Linked DNA regions of Rattus norvegicus: region 2 is linked to region 1. A link is a contact called in public Hi-C data. All regions are on one chromosome and are shown on one strand. Each heading gives the region's core, a stretch centred on a gene start, on an enhancer-like site or on the middle of the called end of the contact. The rest is flanking DNA. Distances are from core to core; before and after follow the strand shown.

The links. A called contact is a pair of places that touch in the nucleus more often than the background predicts.
Region 2: a Hi-C map of Schwann cells shows a contact between it and region 1, with 3 times the contacts expected there. The contact joins the enhancer-like site here to the promoter of Cdk14 in region 1. A contact is called at or near these places in 3 of 12 Hi-C or Micro-C datasets (Schwann cells, mammary epithelial cells and psoas muscle).

The regions. Positions count from the first base shown.
Region 1 is chr4:29,619,563-29,623,352 of GRCr8, reverse strand. Cdk14 (cyclin-dependent kinase 14) reads right to left here and starts at 2,136. Exons shown (of 15, transcript NM_001395582.1): 1 at 1,543-2,136. The coding sequence starts at 1,633.
Region 2 is chr4:29,670,570-29,674,359 of GRCr8, reverse strand. All of the region lies in intron 2 of Cdk14 (cyclin-dependent kinase 14), which reads right to left. Among named protein-coding and RNA genes, the nearest start is that of Cdk14, 51 kb to the right of the region's middle. Within about 2 kb of position 1,614, at least 16 of the 93 cell types and tissues checked have an H3K27ac peak or open chromatin away from gene starts, as enhancers often do. A contact at or near this core is called in Schwann cells, where this site is marked.

The DNA of each region.
Region 1 (3,790 bases), core at 887-3,386:
ACTGAGACTCAACTGCAATGAATTATTTAAGAGAAAACTGGAGGGGCTCCAACGGAATCATCAGCATTAGTAAATATCTAGCTAATGTGCTGTAGAACAGGCCCTAATGGACTCCAGAACCCGCCTGGGTGGTGTTTTGAATCCAGCCCTGAAACATCCTTGTTAATAATGCACAGGCTCCCCACCTCACTCTCACACTCCTCTTGGCTTCAAACTTGACTTGAATGTAGGACTCGACACTCACGTGCCTAACTCAGAAAAGTGGGTCCGTTGTATATTCAATACATGTGATTAGAAAAGGCATGACGAATGTGCATTCTGCACATAACTTAACAGCGTTCTCAGGAAAAGCAAAATGTCAAACAAAATTGACAATAATGATAATAATAATAATGATAATGATGATCTTGACTAAACGTTTATCCATGTTTATTTGAAGACAGTTTGCATGTACGGATAATGAGCTATGAAACAGACTGCTGACACTCACTGGCACATCATGGTTTTATTTTAAGGAACTGGCTTATTTTTAATTAATTAACTTTTATTAACATAACAGGTGAACCAAAGGCCAGAAGGTATGCTTGGACACTCTGATGGGTTGGTTTGGGGCTTATAAGAATCCCTTGCTTTGCGCAGTTACCCGTATCAAAGAAAGTTAGCGACAAAAGTTTAGATAGCAGGTATGCCTTCAGGTTAACAGGCGCTCTCTGCCACCAACACTCAAGATTTAACAAACCCCTTCCACATGACACAGCTGTCATCTTGCTGTAGCCTGTAATGTGGATTCATTCTTTAAGTATCCTAAACATTCCTCGATCCTTTTTTCTTATTGCTGTTTGTTTATTCTCTGTTAAATTGGTTGGTTGCTTTTTAAAGAAGACAATAGCCTCTGGACTGCACTAACAGTGCAAGTTCATGAGACTTATTCTAAATGCCCCCACAACTTCACAGCTCGCATTTCACCATAGCAGCTAGAAGGTTCAGAGACCTACAAACTGAACACCCAAACCTCCATTTATAGGACCAGAAGTACGGAACAAAAGGTCCCAAGGTATCTGTCCCACTTCCTTTAGGTTGAGTACGTTAAAAAACATCAGGCGCCTGTCAACGTTTCGACAATTCCCAAAGCTACATTATTGGCTAAACACCTAATACCAACGCTCTTTAAACAAAACAAAAACAAAAACAAAAAAAAGTAACCTGGGTGGCCACAGAGCCCCGATGGCGGTGGGGACCTGGTGTCCCCTCTCCAGTTCACTGTAGGCGCCAAAGATACTATTGGCGGGGAGGAGGAACTCAAATTGGAGGGTTGAGACAGTCCACGAATGAAGCTCAGACCGTGGGGGAGAGGGGTAGCCCTCCAGCTTATCCCTGCCCTGCCGGGAGTCCCCACCGAGGTCCTCCTCCATCCCTGTCCGCACCTCACCCGGAGGTGGCAGCTGCCTGGCTGGTGCCCTGAGCACGGAGAGGGCGCGGGGACCGAGGGAGCGAGCCCGGGGATCGCCCGCAGGACACCGGGGTACAGCGGACCACACTCACCGATGCGGCTGAAACTCTCGGACAAAGTTCTCCTCAACTTCTTCATCTTGCCGATCTTCTCGGCCGGCTGCGGTTCAATGAGGTCGCACATCTGGGCGACGCGGGGCCCGGGCAACTTCGCGAAACTGGTCCAGCGCAGCGCAGCGCAGACAACGGCGGGCGAGGGCGCGCGGCGCGGGGAAGGCGGCGCCTCGTCCTGCTCCTCCGCCTCCTCGCGGGCCGCGGGCGACGCGCAGCGCTCGCCTGCCTGCGGGGCTCGGGCCTGGGCCGAGGCTGGGCGCGCGGGGGCGTCTTACGTGGTGCCGGGGGCGGCCGCGATCCCCGCCGCCCGGGGGCCCCCGCGCTGCGCCGCTGCCCGCCGCATTTTCCCTCCTTTGTAAGCCAGAGCCGCGCGGCCGCGACCGGAGACGGGGGCGGCGCGGCCGAGGAGGCGCAGGCGGCTGCAGGCGAGGCGCGCGGGACAAGTTCCCCAGCCCGAGGGGCGGCGCTGCACGGAGACCCGCGACTGCCCTGGCCAGAGGCCTGGCGCCCGGGACCCAGGCGCGACCCCGCGCCGCGTTCCGACTCCGACTCCGAGGCCTCCGCCGCCCTCCCGGACCCACCGCGCCCGGGCGGCGCCCCCTCCCGGCCGCCCGCGCTCCGCCGGCCGCGGCCGCGCTCCTCCCGCGCGCTCCGGGACCGCAGCCCACGGGCAGACGGACAGACAGACGGCCGGCCGCCCTGGGCTCCCGGCCGACCCTGTCCACCCGGTGCGGTGCGATCCTTGTTGGCCCCGACCCGGAAAGGTTGGGGAGTGTCGGGCGCGGTGCACGAGTGCCTCGGGGACGCATTCGGGTTTAGTAGAGACTTTTTGGGGTGGGGTGGGGTGGGTGGTTTTAATTTACAGGGAAAGTGGGTGCTCCGAAGGCCAGAAGAGGCCTGATTTTCATTGGGGTACAATGCAAAAGCTGAAAATGGCCCCCTGGAACTTCCAGAAGGCAGGGTGTTTTGCCTCAGCCCTGACTCTGGATGACAGGAATGTCTCAGAGATTCCTCAGAGGGATACTCAGGTCATCAGTAAATTTACTACCTTTTGTCACCTCCTTGCCCTACTTCAGTGAATGAACTTGAAAAGGGACTTAAGGGTGGCTTTTTTTTTTAAAGTCCCGGGACAAACAGTTCCGGCAGAAAACACAGTCTTTTTTTTCCCCTAATAAATGAGGTACTCCAAACGTCAGTCTCCCAGGGGAGGGTGAAGGAAGATGGGGGAAGGCCTGTTGTACTGATTCTGGGCCAGCAAAGTCCTTATGAATAGAAATGTTAGTGATCTTGAGTCATCTGGCTGTGTAAGCAATAGGAGCTTTTGTGGGCGTGACAATGCTGTTTGGTTTAAAGGAAGTTTTGGGGAGTTTGTGTTTTGTCAAAAGATTTTTATCTTAAAACAAAAACTAGCCCCCTGCCTTCCTTAAATTGTGAGGTAGAACACGGATTTGTTCCGCCCTGTGCTGAGCACATTACAGGGTTTTGGTAGATTGCCACTGATAAAAGGCAGCTAGCTAGTCAAGCCAAGCCCCTAACAGAGGAGAGAGCCAAGAATTCATGAGCAAAGTCAAGATAGTTTAAACGCAGGGATGTTGGATCCTGACAGCCAAATCTCAATAATTACAGAAGGCATCAAAGTGTGACCTGATACAGGAAAAAAAAGTTTTAACATTTATCACGTGGTCAGATCAATTAGAAAATTAGCAGTTACAACTGAACACACACAGAGAGAGAGAGACAGAGAGACAGAGAGACAGAGAGAGACAGAGACAGAGAGACAGAGACAGAGAGCCAAACACTGATAGGTTCTTCCAGCTAACAAAGACGAAAAAAAAAATCGTCAAAGATAAAAATTTAGAGTGCTATACTTATGTGGTCACACTGCTGTCCATTTGGAAAAGGCCAGTTTGAGTAAGGACACAGGCCCAGTGTGCTTGTCCTCACACACTGTGTGTATGTGTGCATGGACCTGCACGTGAATGCATATGGTATCTTTTCTACCTCCCCAATATCTCTAATTTTCTAATCTTTCAAAAAGCCAACTTACCATCTCTGCATACAAAGCTATTGTTCGTGACCATTTTTTTTAAACTAATGGAAACTTGAGTTGCTATATCGAGGGTTAATAGGGAAAACCATATTTAATATCAAACTATGGCAAAATATGCAAAAATATATACATTTCTGAAATACACAAAATTTCTGAAAACAAAAGGAGGAACGTAGG
Region 2 (3,790 bases), core at 365-2,864, 52 kb before region 1:
ATCACTAGGAAACGCTGCTCGTAAGACCCCAGGACGGAGTTGTTTTGCTACACCAGCCTGGAGAAGCCAAGGGAATATTTGATGTCACTGATGTGAATTCCAGGAACTCTTTAGAGACAACCAAAGGAGGAGTAGCCAGTGGAGAGAGGGGACGATGCAATCATGCCTGACGTTTCATTTTAGGATGATGAAAACGTTGAAAAACTGCAATGTGGTCCTAAGAAAGTATTAGAAAAGCACAAATTAAGGCTGGCTAACAAGGAATTCTGTCACTGCAGAGGAAAAAACCCACTAAACTAGCAAAACGAGAACAAGACATCCACTGCATCTACGGCCCTGGCCAAGCTACCCCTGTTCCACAGGCCCTGCTTTCCTTACAGTGTAAAGGGAGCTCACAGTGTTCATTCTCGTGGAAAAACGTAAATATCTGGCAAAATGCTTAGTTCGAAGTTAGGTGGACAATAAGTTCTCATTCTAAGCCACATGCAATGGCTCTCACCAGTAATCCCAGCACCTCATAAAGGCAGGAGGAGGGAGACATTCAAGCATATCCTCAGCTACACAGTGAAGTCGAAGCCAGTCAGAGATATAAAACACACTGACTAAAAACAACCAAAAAAGTAAACGTCTTTTACTTTAGTTGATAAGTCCAGCAGCCCATTAGTTAAAGCTTAAGACAAGCCTTGGGAAAGCAAATGGCTCCCTAGAGCTGGGCTCTTCCATGAAGCAGCCACTAGCTGCGTGCGGTTACCTAAATGAACCAAGATTAACAGTTCATTTCTTCAGTCCCAAAAGCCACCTTTCACATTGGGGAGAGCAAGAATTATACAAGGGGACGTCACTATTACACAGCACTGGTTCAGGAACTGTAGAATGATTCCTGACAGGGATCCTGGACATCTCTAGCACCATGGCTCTAGAGAAGTAAGATATTCAGATTAACTCATCTTCCTACCCACCCTTAGGTCCTTTGTTGTAGCTTAAGTTTCTAACATCCTCTACTGAGGGTTACGTAAGAAAATAAAGACATGAAGAAAAGATTGGGTTAACAAATTGCACTGAAAACACAGACACACACACACACACACACACACACACACACACACACACACACACACCGAAACAAGAACCAAAATTTGCAACCAAAGGCCTGATCATAGTTAATGATTTAGAGTGCTGAATAAGCTCTCTAGGCATGTAAAACTGTGATAATCTCTTCATTTCACCACCAAATGAAGTTATTAAAGAAGTGAGAAGCAGTCATCACTAACCGCCAAATGTTTGTGGCATCCATTCTTATCAATAAATCTCTTAGAAAACATTTTGAAACACCAGTTTCTGTGGCATGTCCTGGTTGGTGTCAGCAGGGGGCTTAAATATCCAAGAGCAACAAAATATTATTAACTTTTGCCAGTCATTGTCTACAAAATACTTTCCTCGCCCTTTCGAGTTTCACTCTAAGTGTAGAAAGGCTTCCTGATTGTGACTTGGAGAAAGAACAAGGAAGTAGAAAGTTGTTCCTCCCTCTCACTTTCTTTCTGTCACAGGGGCAACTGTGCTCACCGGATGTCCCTATGAACAGGGCGGGGACCAGCTCCAGAGACTCAGAGCCCTCACAAACTAAAATGAAAGAACTCATTGGCTTCATCCAGCAAGATCCCAGGCCACTGGGTGTGACATACTGAGCTTCAGATGCCAAAACAGTAAGGTCAGACTTATGAAGGAACATCGGACGATAATGTTATAACTCCCCCCATTGCAGCTCAAAAGCTTTCACAGTCCAGATGAATTAGCAATTTCCCCTGAAGGAAGCAAAGGGAGGCACGGGAAGAAAGGGGTAAGCATAAGGGTACATTTGGTCTGCCTTATTCCGCTGTCATAGACCAGTAATTGTGTCTGCAAAGTGGCAAAGCGCTTTCCCCTGAGAGCTGTAAAAGTTCTAAAATGATGGGCTAATCCGTGCTTACAAGATCCCCAAGCAGCACGAGGGGCTTGCCAGTCTCTAAAGTGATAGATAGATAGATAGATAGACAGACAGACAGACAGACAGACAGACAGATAGTTAGATAGATGATAGATGGATGGATAGATGGATGGATAGATAAGTGAAGCTGAAGCCGCCTCACTAGAGTTGAGCCCCTGCAAGTTAGGTTTTCAGCTGGGAATGCACGGGCTCTGTCTCACACCGAGAGCAGCGAACCAGAAGAGCTAACCGACCACAGGAGCTCCAAGGATCTTTCAACATGAGTCAACCTCTCTGAAGAAAGGCTGGCAGGGTCCCAGGACATCCAACCCCCTGGCAGGATTACTAATGGCCACAGGAAACCATGAAGAATGAGTGCCCCTTTGCCTACTCCCCAGCGAGCAAGAGCCACATTAGCGTCCCAGAGATGTGGCCGTCCTCCAGACATGCGTGTGAAATGTGCACGGTGCCTTTGCTCTGAAATAAAGCACTCACACAAGGTTATGAAACAGGTAAGAGGTCACACTGATTTATATCAGATAATCAGCATGTGCCTCGATTCTGATTCTCGGCTTACACATGAACATCTGATCAATAAATAACTTAAGCTTCAGAGTGGCTAGCTAGCAGTCGGCGTCTGCCCATGGCTTTGATCAGATCAACAAATCCCACTTACAGGATTAGAAATTGTACTACTCATCTGAAAATAAGTAGTTTGCCCCCAAAAATACATCCTTAGCTATATTTCCCTTCTAATAAAACATTGGAGCCTTAGTACTAGACTTGTCCAACCAAGCCATTATGACAGAATAAGAAATAAGTGCCAGAGAGACAGAAATTGATTCTCCTTTCCAAATCCCATCTCCATGTGAAGTCTGACAACCCAAGCCCATGCCCACACTCGGCCCTGTACAAGAATTCTGGTCGCCACTTCACTCCTGGCTGCTATGGAAGCTGTCAAGACATCAATGCATAAGGGAATAGATAAATGAACTGTGGAACACACATGCAGAAAAAAATCTTTTGGAGATTTTGTTTTTAAAAACTTAGTCTCCAAGCTGCAACAAGACATGGAGGGCCTTAATCGCTTCCTGCTGGGTGAAACAAGCCATTCTGACACCATTACACAGCATGAGAGTCCAGATGCATAAGTAACAGTCTAGAAAAGGTTTCAGGACAAGAGTGGGGGATAAGGCATAAATTACTTTCTAGGGCACTTAACTTATCCTGTTATCACTGCAATGGGAAACACGTGTGATGTATTTGTCAAAATACCGAACTGTGCGACACAAAGTAAGCCCTAAGGGAGACTCTAGGTGACAGCAATGAGCACATTGGTTTACCACCAACAAATGTACATTAAGACATTAATAGCACAGGAAGAGAGGCAGAAGGAGTGATTCCAAAAATGCTATACTTTCTTCTCTAAATTTCTACAAGCCTAAAAGTGCTCCAAAAGTTTAGCTCTAATAATTAAAAAAAAATCAAATGGATCATTAACCCAGGAGCACCAGTCAGGATTATTATTTTGTGGTTATCCCTTAAAGGTAAACGTTTCTATTGAAATGCAACCTGAAAGCCAATTTAGTTGCTTCATCTTAAGAGAATTAACACTCTCCTCGGTATTGTATCAATCTTAACAAGCAATAAGAACTTTTCAAAATTTTGGCCAAGTGGGAGTTAATATACGTGCTAGCCACAGCTCACAGAATGAGCTGACTGGGATGGAAGTAGGCTCACAGAATCAGGGAGCCTGTATGGGTCTCACCTAAGTCTTCTGCAAACATGTCATGGTTGTGTATTACAGTGTTCTTGTGGGCTCAGGGG